2 separate regions of the Monodelphis domestica genome follow, and region 1 is linked to region 2. Evidence: chromatin contacts called from public Hi-C data. All regions are on one chromosome and are shown on one strand. The core of a region is the stretch at or near the end of the contact, and the rest is flanking DNA. Distances in the headings are between cores, read along the strand shown.

Region 1 (3,152 bases), core at 262-2,761, 90 kb before region 2:
AGTTGTTTACCATTTCCTTCTCCAGCTCATTTTACAGATGAGGAAACTGAGGCAAATATGGTTAAGTGACTTGCCCAGCATCATACAGCTAGTAAGTGACTGAGGCCAGATTTGAACTCAGAAAGATGAGTCTTCTTGACCCTAGGGCTCATACTCTTTCCACTGTGCCACCCAGCTGCCCTTAAAATTAAAAAAGAAAAAAGGAAGGCAAGGACTCTAAGACTCAGGTTCAACTTAGTACCATAGGCTGTGGAGGAAAGAGCACCATCCTCCTTCACCCAGTCACAGGAAATCTAATGAAAGAAAAAAGCTACTGCCTCATAAGAGTCAAGGAATGAGTAACTTCAAGGCTAGTCCATCCCCACTCACACTCATTGCAGGTAAGATACTAACTGAAAGATTCTTCATCATCCCAAAGCATCCAAGTCCTTAAAAATTTCACCAAAGGGATGTAACTCCCATTACAATAGAAACACCTAATCCCAAATCATTTTTGTTGCTCACAGATTCCTCTGCTTCCCGAGATCTTATAAAATACCCATTATCTGCCTGGCACCGTGTGAGCTCCTGGGCGACACCAAAGAAAGAAGGCATTGCCCACAAAGAGCTGTTGGGGGTTGCAGGAATGGGGGAAGGTTGGAACTTGGGCTGTGCTTTGAAGGATGGAGTCAGTTTGAATTGCCAGGAGAGAAAGACGCAATGAAACTAATCAGTTAATCTTTTTTTTTTTAGACAAGCAACTGTTTGCTATAAGCAGCTATAACTCCCCGTGTGCCCCTGGCACACAGAGCCTGGCTGTCTCTGTCCATGCCTAGGGTGCCTGCGGGGCTGTTGTTGATAAATGCCAGAGAGCCTCTAAAAATAACTCTGGTACACTTGCAGCCTCCCAAGTTCTCCTTTAATTATTTATTGCCTAAGCTACAAATTCTGACATTCTAAAGGCCAGTGACTTTTCAGCAGCTGTTTGGATCGCCGGATCTGCCTTCTTCAGGTCATTCTGGATGACTGAAAACCAACAAGAACCCTGTTTCTCTATCACTAATGTTCTTCCATTGGTGGCACTTCTCAGTTCTGGGGGGTCCAAGTCCTGGGGGGTCCAAGCCGGGCTTTGGAAGGGATCCAAAACTCCCTCCGAATAAAAAGCCAGTTTTATTTGTTGCATAAATAGCCACTATGATAAATCATAACATCTGTGCCTGGACAGGTGCATTGTGGCTATTTTCTGGACGTAGGAATGTTCTTGGACTTTTGTAACTCATCTATTCCAAAGAAATGACAGAAGATATTTGCTAAAAGGAAACCTGTGTTGAAATAAAAAACAAATAAACCAGGAAAAGATCACTTTGGCCATGGAACTAGCCTGTTGTGTATAAGGGGATGTCCACATACCAGGTACTGGAAGGAGTGAGAAAAAAATCTGTTAACTCTCACTGCTAAAAATACTCGCTGACTCATACTTGAATGTGACCAGTGTTATTCTTCTCAGGCAGCTAAACACTAGGCCACGTGTTGCTGTGAAATTAGCTGGGTCAGGACATTTTTTTTTTTCAAAACAGTAGAAAGTCCCTTCTGCAGGGCGATTACTGGTAGTGAGAGCAATGATGACAATGGAAGTGGCACGGGATGTTGTGATTCATCACGCTATTCCCAGGGCCTAATGTGATTTATTTCACCTAAGTTAACTTGGTCTTTCTTATATGAAGCAAAATAAACACAGAGGAGAACACTGAAAATACATGGGGGGAAAGAAAGAAAAGAAAGAAAGGAAGGAAGGAAGGAAGGAAGGAAGAGGAAGGAAGGAAGGAAGAAAGAAAGAAGAAAGAAGAAGAAAGAAAGAAAGAAAGAAAAGAAGAAAGAAAGAAGAAAAAAGAAAGAAAGAAAGAAAGAAAGAAGAAAGAAAGAAAGAAAGAAAGAAAGAAAGAAAGAAAGAAAGAAAGAAAGAAAGAAAGAAAGAAAGAAAGAAAGGAAGGAAGGAAGGAAAGGAAGGAAGGAAGGAAGGAAGGAAGGAAGGAAGGAAGGAAGGAAGAGAAGAAAGAAAGAAAGAAAGAAAGAAAGAAAGAAAAGAAAGAAAGAAAGAAAGAAAGAAAGAAAGAAGAAGGAAGGAAGGAAGGAAGGAAGGAAGGAAGGAAGGAAGGAAGGAAGGAAGGAAGGAAGGAAGGAAGGAAGGAAGGAAGGAAGGAAGGAAGGAAGGAAGGAAGGAAGGAAGGAAGGAAGGAAGGAAGGAAGGAAGGAAGGAAAGAAATTAGGATAGGGGACAGCTAGGTGGCTCAGTGGATAGAGCATCAAGTCTGGAGCTGGAAGGATCTGAAACAAATGTGGCCACAGACAAATCCTAGCTGTGTCATTCTGGGAAAGTTACTTAACCCCATTTGCCTAGTCTTTGCTTTTCTCTCTTAGAGTTGTTCATAGGACAGAAAGTAAGAGTTAAAAAAAGAATTTAGGGTAATAATGTATATCTTCTGCCTCACAGGGTTTGTGAGAGGAAAGTAGTTCATATTCTTTAGAGCACTATAGAACATATTAGCAGTATAAGTCATTATTTTCACAATAATGATGGGCTTTGATATTCATTCTGTGAGATTTATGAACTTTATTTCCTCACTAGTAGATTGGATTTCAGTGGAATCAAGAAGACCTCAGTTCAATTCCAATCTCAGACACTAGCTGTGTGACCCTGGGCCAGTCACTTAATCCTGTCTGCCTCAGTTTCCTCATCTCTAAAATGATCTGGAGAAGGAAATGGCAAACCACTCCAATATCTTTACCAAGAAAATCCAAAAATGGGGTCATGAAGAGTCTGACACAACTGAAAGTGACTGAACAACAACACCTAGCCTTCATATCCCAGGTGAATTCACCCTTAAGACAAGTAAGCCTGTGTGCATGCTCATTCAGCCAAGCAAAATAACCTATTAAAAGCCACTTTGCAATGCAAAGTAGGAATTTAGTTTTTCTTGCCAATTTCCTTTGTGTTCACCATAGAAACATTCTCTTTGCAGGTTTTAACTTGAGATTTGTTTCTGTGCTATTTCACAGCCTAGAAGCAGAGAACTAAAAGGAATTCCTAAAACATCACAGGGGGGTGAGGAGCCAGGGTCTAAGAGAGCAGAATCCCATTTGGAAACCTAAATAAAAGTACTCTCTCCAGTTTA
Region 2 (3,083 bases), core at 148-2,647:
AGCCTTGACAAGGAACTGGTCCACTTTTTCATTCAAGACAAGAGACAGCAGCAGAAAACATCGGAGTGATGTGAGAAGAGGAGAGGATGAGAGAGTTCTTGGCTAATAGCCTCAGTTTTTTCACTGAAATATAAGGCAAGGTTCTCACCTGAGAGGGAAGCCGTGGGATGGTTCAAGAAGGGTCAAAAAGGTTTTGGAAAGACCCAGTGGTAGGTGGAGTAGTAAATCCTTTAGAGAGGTACAAAAGAATTGTCTTGCCTTGATGAGGGCTCAGTTGAGAATATATCATTTTAAAACGATCTAGTGTGCTGAGATAGAAAGCAAACTGGACATCAGATCAGTTGGTTTGATGGGCTCAAGTCCCACCTCTAACATACTTGCCTGCGTCCCCACTCAAAATGTTTAGTTTCCTCATCTGTAAAATGGCGGTGTCTTCTTGGTTACTCTCTGGAATTTGCATAGGACCAGCCTTTGAGTTTAGTCTATGTTATTAACATTTTCTCCATCACTTTCTTAAGTCGAAACAATCAACCGAATGAGGTGTCAAACCCTCATTTGTAGTTTTTGCTTATTTCCAAGGTGTGATTGCAGACACTCAAGAATTTAATAATCGATTCTCAACAGCCAGAGCTTCCTTGCTGGGAATCTTTTCTTTCTTGTCTTTGGAAAATAGAATGCTATTTCTTCAGGTCTAAATTCATCCTCTTTGGGAAGGACCTATAATCTGTTTCTCTAGTACTGGAGCTTTCTACTCTTCTGTCATGTTCTTCTACTCACTTACCACTTGGTAGGAGTTTAAAAAAAAATAATATATGGGAGGGGAAAGATCGGTGGCTAAGAGAGCCAAGCCCAGAGATGAGAGGTCCTGGATTCAATTCTTTGTAATCTTTTGATTTCCTGTGTTCTTTCTAACATTTCTTTCATCCTCTCTAGAAACTCTCCATCTTCTCTATCAAACGAAAAGATAGAGATATTCTAAAACACTTTTGTTTTCTCCTCTAGTAGGGAGAGATCACCTTTCAGGGTAGCCCATGTAACCAGTGACCACCTTAGATAGGAACACAAGCAAAGTACTAATGCTTCAGACCAGTCACCAAAGTCATTTCCTTAGTATCTCTACCTCCTGGATTTTAAGTTGGGTTGCAGTGTTTTGGAGGCTCCCCCGGAAGCTCCCTCTGAAAACTGCCCTAGTAAATTGCCTGCTTGCTCTGGTGAAAGCAAGTTGCTGATTCCCCCAAATTTACAGCTAGAATGAATTGCCCATTGTTCAGAAAATTCATGCCTGTTTCCAGCCCTTCTATTAAGAAGAAAGGAAACAGCAGCTGCAGCTAGTAGGTATGGGATAAACAGGACAGGGCAGTGGGTGAATGGCTGAGAGCATGCTTTCTTTTGAAGCGCCCGTGCTCCCCACAGTGGTCGTTTCAAGAAGTATTTATTAAAGTTGTTATTTGGCTTCAAGCCCATGAGCGAGTTAGATTTTTGTGGAGAGTGAAATAAGAGTCCTTCATACATTTCTTCCTTTAATTTTATCTTCTTCATTTTGATTGTGTGCCTCAGGGTGCTAGTTTTTTTTTTTAATTAAATGAACAAGGGGGATGCATTAAAGTTAGCAGAGGAAAATGGCAGCCATGGTGATCCCAAAGGGCACTGGACACCAAGTCTGGGTTTTAATCCCAGCTCTGCCATGGTCAAGGTACTTTAATTTTTCCAAGCTTTAGCTTTCTCATCTGTGAAGGAGAGGGAGTTGTATGAACTGGTTTTGTAAGTTGCCTTTCAACTCTCTAATCCTGTGATTTTTATGATAAAGTGGATGGCTTTTAAAAAAAGAATATGTCAGATATTTCCTAGTTGTGTGACCCTGGGCAAGTCACTTCCCCCCCCTCCCCCTTACCATTCTTCTGTCTTGGAACTAAAGCATAGTATTGATTCTAAGATGGAAGGTAAAGGTTTTTTAAAAAAAAGAATATATGAGATTTAATGACATGTTGTTATTATTTTTCTATCCTTATATTCTCTCCATAAAAGATTACTATAGTCCTGCAATGATGGGTCTGAAAACAGATCAGGAAGTTCTTGGTGAGCTTGTGAAGATGAAGATTCCAGCTGTGGCAAATTTAATGGATCGCCATAATGTCATGTGGACCTTAGTAGTCTCCCGTTGGTTTATCTGTTTATTTATTGATATACTCCCAGTGGAGGTAAGGACTTAAGTACATTTCTCTATGACATTCCCTTCGCACTTTTTAAACCTTCAAATGTGTACATAAATCTTTTGGCATGCAAGTAAGTAGTATGCTTTTCCAATTTTGTTTTTCTACAGACGGTACTCCGAATTTGGGATTGTTTATTCTATGAGGGTTCAAAAATTATCTTTCGTGTGGCCTTAACATTAATTAAGCAACACCAAGCCTCTATTTTGGAAGCCACTAATTTCCCAGATATATGTGAACAATTTAAGCAGGTCACAAAAGGGACATTTGTCACAGAATGTCATACATTCATGCAGGTAAGCTTTTGTTTGTTTGTTTGTTTCCTGCTTGACCTAAAAGGAAAAGGTAGATATCCTTTGCAATAGACCAGAAATGGGTTTGCCTACAGTTCACAGGTCAAATGCAGCCCACCAGCCTGTTTTTATTTGGCTCACAAGTGAAAGAATGGTTTTTATATATTTAAAAGTTTGCTGCCCCCTCAGCTGCTAAAAATGATATTGTAAATTACTCTACACTTGTGTTGATCAATGTTTTATAAATTCAGGGACCACCCACTGTCTAAATGATGAGATATGTAGAACTTTGCTTCTCCTCATTCTGCTGCTTGGCTAATTTACTGCTCATCAGCATGGCTTTGAGGGCTTTAGATAAAACTGGTGACGTATATGAAAATTATCATATTATGTTATCATATAATTATATTATATCATATGATTGCATTATAAAGACAAACAGCAACTCTGAGTAACTCAATTACCAGCCATAATTTTGTAGGACCCATGATGAAATAGGCTACCCACTTTCTCAAAGATTGCATAGAGACAAATGAGACAAAAAAAATTATTTTATAGGGGCAATACAAGAATTTGGTTT

Evidence for each region. A called contact is a pair of places that touch in the nucleus more often than the background predicts.
Region 1: a contact with region 2 is called in a Hi-C map of spleen and liver, with 11 times the contacts expected there. The contact joins two enhancer-like sites. A contact is called at or near these places in 2 of 2 Hi-C or Micro-C datasets (limb and spleen and liver).

The regions. Positions count from the first base shown.
Region 1 is chr8:185,764,005-185,767,156 of mMonDom1.pri, reverse strand. No RefSeq gene overlaps it. Among named protein-coding and RNA genes, the nearest start is that of GRTP1, 38 kb to the right of the region's middle. Within about 2 kb of position 1,511, at least 1 of the 2 cell types and tissues checked has open chromatin away from gene starts, as enhancers often do.
Region 2 is chr8:185,673,880-185,676,962 of mMonDom1.pri, reverse strand. GRTP1 (growth hormone regulated TBC protein 1) reads left to right here. Exons shown (of 8, transcript XM_056807436.1): 6 at 2,026-2,198; 7 at 2,321-2,506. Among named protein-coding and RNA genes, the nearest start is that of LAMP1, 50 kb to the right of the region's middle. Within about 2 kb of position 1,397, at least 1 of the 2 cell types and tissues checked has open chromatin away from gene starts, as enhancers often do.